Regions from separate parts of the Sus scrofa genome. Here region 1 is linked to region 2. The links are chromatin contacts, called in public HiChIP or PLAC-seq maps. All regions are on one chromosome and are shown on one strand. Each heading gives the region's core, a stretch centred on a gene start, on an enhancer-like site or on the middle of the called end of the contact. The rest is flanking DNA. Distances are from core to core; before and after follow the strand shown. Region 1 holds the start of TMEM92 (transmembrane protein 92). Region 2 has its middle 22 kb from the start of COL1A1.

Region 1 (3,504 bases), core at 426-2,925, 48 kb after region 2:
AGGGAAATGGAAACAGAAAAACAGATTCCTCCAGTGAGACAGAGATAAGCAAAGAGGAGACACAGAGATGGGAAAACAGGGAACACTAAGGCATGGAGAGAAAGTGCGTAGAGAAAGAAATGGGGAGATATTGAAACAGGAAGACAGAGATGGGGAGACCTGGGGAGAGGTTACACAGAGATAACACGGCGAGAGATGAGAAACAGCGATAAGGAGAAAGCGGTGAGAGAAAACAAAAAAGCCAGAGAGGGCGGCTGTCCCTTCTTACTAGGTTTGAACCAGTTTTCCGTGGTAAAGTCAGAACTGAGGGGCAGCAGGAGACGTCTCATACCTAAGCACCGAGCCTCCCCCGACTTCCCCCAGGTCAGGGAGCAGCACCCCACCCGTCACCCCCGCCCCCCGTTCGCCCCCGCCCCAGGGGTCCCGGCTCCGACTCTCCACCTCCCGCAAGGTCTTCTCCATACGTCCCATCTGTGTTTGGGCGTCTGGCTCTCACCCTCCGCCAATCGCCCACCGAGACGGCTTCCCACCCCACCCTCCAGCCGGGTCCCCCGGGAGGGAGCCCGGGGAGATCCGCCCCAAGTCCCGGGTCCCACGCCGCCGGGCTCCGGGGGAATCGCGAGTTGAACGATGCTGCCACCTGCTGGCCGGATCTGGAAAGCACAGCGTGCCTCGAGGGCTGGGCGCGGCCGCCCCGGGTCGGAATCCCGCGGCTCCTGGCTCAGCCCGTCTCCGCGGGGTCTTTCCAGGAATCTGGATGGGCCTGCTCGCCTGCGCCCCATCTCTCCTGGCTGCCGCTCTGCCCCAGTTTAGGACCCAGGGACTAGTCTCTGAATGCTGGGGTCTTAATTTTCCCTGTAGTCAAACGGAGGAAGTGTACCAACACATCTTCCCAGGATGTGGAGGCGGGGGGGGGGGGGCACGAATGTGCTAGTAATGAGCTCTAGGTTCTCCTTCCCAAGAAATCTGCCAGGCCGCCCCTCCCTCCCTCCTCATAAAAAAAAAAGGACGCCTAGCCCCACCAGGACCTTCGCCTCCCCTCTCTCATCCTCTGCCCCCCAGAAGTCCTTATGGGAAGGGACTTCCAGTGGTCCAGGTCCCTCTGGCCGCGTCCCCCCTCATCTGATAGGTGCGGCCAGTCCCTATTTTTTTTTTTTTTTTTTGTCTTTTTGGGGCCGCACCCGGGGCATCTGGAGGTTCCCAGGCTAGGGGGTCTAATCCGAGCTACAGCTGCCAGCCTATACCACAGCCACAGCAATGCAGAATCCCAGCCTCGTCTGTGACCTACACTAGAGCTAACGGGCAACGCCCAAGCCTTGACCCACTGAGCAAGGCCAGGGATCGAACCTGCAACCTCCTGGTTCCTAGTGGATTGTTTCCACTGCGCCACAACGGGAACTCCCGCCAGTCCCTATCATAAGCCTGGGACCGCTTGGGGGTGGAACAGTTGGGGTTGGGAAGGGGTAGTTCAGCTGTCTTGAACTGATGCCACAATATTGTTCATCAGATAATCCTTTCTACCTCTCAATTCCCCAAGCCGTTCCCAGACGTCTTCCCTCCCCCTCCTCCCTTCCCCCTCCCCCTCCCCTCCTCCTCCCTCCTCCCCTCCCCTCTCCTCACCTCCGCCCCTCCCTTCCTCTTCTGGGTTGGCCTTTCCCCGGGTGCATCAGCTCCGCCCCCAACCCAAGGCAGGGCCCTATAGGTGGAGAGTCGTGGGAGAGGTCACGGCCCCGCCCTCTCCTCTCCTCCCCTCCACACGGAAGCTCAGTGGCCCCCCTGCCAGGATGTCTGACACCTGGGTCCTCGGCCTCGTGCCCACCTTGCTGCTTGCCCTGCCGGCTGGCCTCCAACAGGTGAGCTTTTTGGGAGGTAAGCCGGTTAGATTTGGGGGGGTCCTACCCTTGTGGGTCAGGGGCCCCGCTTCTGGCTCTGGATCACCACCTACTACGGTCAGGATTTCCTCATGACCACACGTATTTAGCAACTTCCTTTCTCTTTTGGCCCGGGAGGTGGAGGTGAGGGCAGTGGAAGGAGGTCCTGAGAAGGCCTGGGTTCCTTCACCTTGTGGGGAGGCAGGGGCGGGGGAGACTGTGTCGTGGGACCTGCGCCGCCTGACACCTAGTGCCTCTCTGAGTGGGGACTTTGATCCTGGCGTCGTTAGTCTCGTTAGTCTTGTCTCGTTCTTGCTCCTTCCTGCTGTGTCAGAAAGCAGTGACTGGGGGCCGGGGCGACAGTGGGGGTGTGTGTGTGTCTAAGGTCTGGACGCCTGGCCAGCCTGTCCCCCCCAGCTCTGTTCTCCTAGTGCTGGGGATGACCTTGGGAAGGCCCTGCCCCTCTCTGGGACTGTTTCTCTCTGCGTGCCCTGGAGGAAAGGAGGCTCCTTTGTCCCTTCCTAGGTGCGGGGCTAGGATTCCAGCCGGTGATAGGATTTGATCCGGCTGCCTGACCCCAGGCTGGGGTGACCTCTGGAATCTGTGATTTCTGAAGTGAGGCAAGGTTTCAGCACCCCTTTATCCCTCCCCTGACTCCAGTAATGGGGGCAGTCTATCCAATTCTGGGGTGGGAGATGATCCTAGAAACTGACATGGGTCTAGAACACGGTTTTTAAATTACTTGTGTCAGAGTCCGAAGGAAGTTGCAGGCCTGCTTCCCACGTTCATGAACTTGTGCTGAGCCGCTCTGCCCCACCCCACCCCAAGCCCTGCTCTTCCTTCTCTATCACCAGGCTGTGGGTTTGTGCCAGCTCTAGGCTGAGCATCCTCTGGTCGATTCCTCCCAACCACTGCAGGGGGCAGGCAGTTGATGCTCCCTGTTCACATGTAAGCAGTTGCCGAAGATTATCCCAACACTTGATAAAACACAGGCTCTGAACCACCTCAGATAAGACCATCCTCTGTTTAAAACAGGATGGTAGGGGGAGGAGTTCCCTGGTGGCTCAGTGGGTTAAGGGTCTGGCATTGTCACTGTTGTGGCTCAGGTTCAATCCCTGGCCCAGGGAACTTCCACATGCTACAGGTACAGCCAAAAAAACAAAACAAAACAAAACAAAACAAAATGGGGTGGTGGGAGAATCTGGGAAAGTGTCCTCTACTCCTCACAGGAGTGCAGCATTATTATTATTATTTTGCTTTTTAGGGCCACAGGTACGGCATATGGAACTTCCCAGGCTAGGGGTCAAATTGGAGCTGCAGCTGCCAGTCCCAGCCCCAGCCCCAGCCACAACCACACCAACTCAGGATCTGAGCCGCCTCTGCGACCTACACCACAGCTCACAGCAATGCTGGATCCTTAACCCATTCATCATGGAATCCCCATCCTCATGGATACTGGTTGGGTTTGTTACTGCTGAGCCACAATGGAAACTCCTTAATTTATTAAAGTAATTGTTCATTGTCTTTCTTAGTTAGGGGCCAGGAGGGGGAGGAGGGGCAGGGGCTAGAATCTGAGGGGAAGGGAGTACCCTGAGTGCCCGAATCCCTTTGGGGGTCCCCAACTCTGCAGTCA
Region 2 (3,568 bases), core at 110-2,609:
CTGCCGGCCTACACCACAGCCACAGCAACGCAGGATCTGAGCCTTGTCTGCGAGCTTCGCTGCAGCTCAAGGCAACCCTGGAGCCTTAACCCACTGAACGAGGCCAGGGATTGAACCCGTGTCCTCATGGATACTAGATGGGTTCGTTACCGTTGAGCCACAAGGGGAACTCCCAGATTTCCAGGTTATATCCCAACCCTTCCTTTTCCCAGCTGTGTGACTCTGGGCAACTCACTTCCCTTCTCTGTGCCTCAGTGTCCTCAGTTCTACTGAGGACTAAAAATAGATTTTTTTTTCAGGATTGTTGTGAGAACATGAGGCAGTACCTGGCATAAGTAATATTAGGTATGATGGAATTCCTGTTAGCCTTAAGGGTGTTAGCATACTGTTTCCTATAGGGGTCTCTTCCACCAATCAGCAGACTGGGTGGGCGTGGGAGGAGTCCTCACTTCCTGATTCCCCAGAGCCATGCCCAAAGCATGACGTCAGGCTGTCCCTTGGGTGCTCCCTGGGGATCGAGGATTCTGTGATGCTCGCCTACTCTGCTCCAGCCAGCATCCTGACCCCCGACAGGGTTCCCACCCTTGACCCCTCTCCTGAGGGCCCATGTGCCCCCCAAAGCCTGGCCCCCTCCTCATTCACTCAAGGGCAGTCCCCCAGCCCAAGGGGAGAGAAGCTGCCTTTCACCACACGTCCCATCCCTCAGCCCTTCTCAGAAATTCCAAAGCTCAAAAAGCTCTAGAAAGAGCTCTGGTCTTGGAACCCTAACCCTTCTCAGAAATTCCAAAGCTCAAAAAGCTCTAGAAAGAGCTCTGGTCTTGGAAAGAGGAATGCTGTCCCGTAGTCCTGGCTCCACCACTGAACAGCTGTGTGACTTTAGGCAGGTTGCTTCAACTTTCTGAATAATCCCACTTCTACCTTCTCATAGAGTTATCTTTTTTGGGTTTTGTTTGTTTGTTTGTGTGTGTGTGTGTGTGTTTGGCTTTTTTAGGGCTACACTCCCAGTATATGGAGGTTCCCAGGCCACGGGTTGAATCAGAGCGGCAGCTGCCTGTCTACACCACAGCCACAGCAACGACAGGTCTGAGCTGCCTCTGCGACCTACACCAGAGCTCATGGCAACACCACATCCTTAACCCGCTGAGTGGGGCCAGGGATCGAACCCGCATCCTCATGGATACTAGTCAGTTTCATTACCACTGAGTCACGACAAGAACACCCTCATAGAGTTGCCTTGAGGCTCAACTGTGCAAACTGGAGACAGAGTGCGTTGTAAACAGAGGCAGTGTGAAGAAAGGCAAGGCACAGTTACCATGGAGTTGGAAGTGGGGCTCAGGAGCAGGCCTGCCGGCATCTCTGGTCAGGGCTGTGCCAAGGGTGTGACCACTGGGCTGTGGATTGGGTGACAAGCTCTTACGAGGTGGGGTTGTTTGGGGATAAGTCTAATGACTTACGGTTTGGTCCTTGTATCTCTGCCACCTGCTCTCACCACTTTTCTTGAAGGTCCCAAGATTCCTGGTGAATCGTGATGCCCAGAAGCCCTGCCATGTCTGATTGTCAAATACCATTCTCCTTCCCTCCCCTCCCCCTCCCGCCTCAAACGCCGGTCCAGCCAAATTAGGAATTTCCTAACATTAGTCATGAATCTTTCGGTTGCAAGCGCCAACAGCTTAACTCCAAGTGGCTTAAGCAGAAAAGTAAATATATTTGAGTTATTTAAGCAAAAAGTCAAAGTACCACTGGATGTATGGGCTAAAATGATATCAGGAAGACTCAGTTTCTCTGTCTGTTCCTTCTACTTTTCTGTGAAATGGCTTTTTCCCCCCCTGGGCCGTCTGGCTCCATGTGGTGGTCTCAGGCAGTTCCAGGTTTATTTTCTAAAAGCTGAGTAACCGTTGGAGAAAAACAGCCTCTTTCACAATAGTTTCAGGGGAAAAAAAAAAATCCCAGGGTTGACCTATATTAAGCAAACTTGAGCCCTTCCCTAAACCAATGACTGTCCAAGCAGATGAAATATGCTGGTTGACCTGGGCACCGGCCCACATGAATGACACATAAACCAAACGTTGGGGATGGCAGTTCCACAAAATAAAATCTGGGTGCTGTTTCTGGAGGAAGAAGGAATGAATGCTGGGAAAGGCAGACACAATGGATGGCCACAATATCCCGCCTCACACATGCTCTTTCCATACACATGATATTTATCAGCTTTTTGTCACCATTTCTTCTTGTTTGGAAATCATTTCACACTTACAGAAACGTTCCAAGAATAGTGCAAAGAACCTTTTTTTTCCTGAAGCGCTTGAGGGTGAATTGCTAAAGCGATGTGCCACCCTCCATGAATACTTTAGTATAAATCCTGCAAACAATGACCGTCTCTTAAGTACCTACTTGTGCAACCATAAAAATTACAGACTTGTTATTGTAATTTATTCACGTCTCCATTTGTCCCAGTAAAGTAATTTATAGCAAAAAGACCTAATTCAGAACCGTGCATTGCATGTAGTTGCCATGCCTCTTCAGTCTCTTTCAATGTGGCAAGAGACGACATTGAAAGTAGATGTTCCTTGGAGTTCCCGTTGTGGCACTGCGGAAACGAACACGACTCGGAATCGTGAGGTTGCGGGTTCGATCCCTGGCCTCATTCAGTGGGTTAAAGCATCCGGCATGGGCATGAGCTGTGGTGTAGGTCACAGACATGGCTCAGATCTGGTGTTGCTGTGGCTCTGGTGTAGGCGGCACTGTAGTTCCGATTGGACCCCTTGCCTGGGAATGTCCATGTGCCACGGGTGCGGCCCTAAAAGGCAAAAAAAAAAAAAAAAAAAAAAAAAAAAAAAAGAAAAAAGTGGATGTTCCTTGACAATCATGACCTTTTAAATTTTGAAGATTACAAGCCAATGATTTCGTAGCGTATTCCTCAATTTGGGTTTGCCTACAGTTTTCTCAAGATTAGATTCAAGTGATGGATTTGGGGCAGGAATATCACAGAAGTGATGCTATGTTGTCACTGTGTCTTATCAGGTGATGCATGATTTCAAACTGTCCCATTGTGGATGATGTTAATTTTGATTTTTTTTTCTTTTTTTGTCTTTTTAGGGTCGCACCTGCGACACATGGAGGTTCCCAGGCTAGGGGTCGAATCAGAGCTGTAGCTGCGGGCCTACACCACAGCCACAGCAGCGCCAGATCCAAGCCACGTCTGCAACCTACACCACGGCTCACGGCAACGCCAAATCCTTAACCCACTGAGCGAAGCCAAGGATTGAACCGGCAACCTCATGGTTACTAGTCGGATTCATTTCTGCTGAGCCACTACAGAAACTCCTAATTTTGATCTTTTGATGAGCTAGTGTCTGCCACATTTATCTGCTCTAAAGTTACTTCTTTTCCTATTGTACTTAACAGGTGTTTTGGTGGGAAGTTCTTTGTAAACTGCTGTGTGGAGTCCCATTTCTCGGCCAATTTGGACCCATTAATTTCAGTAGCCATTAATATCTCTTGGCTGAAATATTTTGTGTTCTGATCGTTGCCAAATGTTGATGATCTAATTCCACCCTTCCTTTTGTCA

What was found. HiChIP or PLAC-seq counts read pairs in DNA pulled down with a chosen protein or histone mark.
Region 1: an H3K27ac HiChIP or PLAC-seq map of skeletal muscle shows a contact between it and region 2. The contact joins the promoter of TMEM92 here to the enhancer-like site in region 2. A contact is called at or near these places in 7 of 47 Hi-C or Micro-C datasets (alveolar macrophages, embryonic fibroblasts, fetal skeletal muscle and 4 more) and 1 of 2 datasets of contacts at active chromatin or transcription factors (skeletal muscle).

What each region holds. Positions count from the first base shown.
Region 1 is chr12:26,464,938-26,468,441 of Sscrofa11.1, forward strand. TMEM92 (transmembrane protein 92) reads left to right here and starts at 1,676. Exons shown (of 5, transcript XM_003131586.3): 1 at 1,676-1,853. The coding sequence starts at 1,785.
Region 2 is chr12:26,417,447-26,421,014 of Sscrofa11.1, forward strand. No RefSeq gene overlaps it. Among named protein-coding and RNA genes, the nearest start is that of COL1A1, 22 kb to the left of the region's middle. Within about 2 kb of position 1,360, at least 15 of the 83 cell types and tissues checked have an H3K27ac peak or open chromatin away from gene starts, as enhancers often do. A contact at or near this core is called in omental adipose tissue, skeletal muscle and subcutaneous adipose tissue, where this site is marked.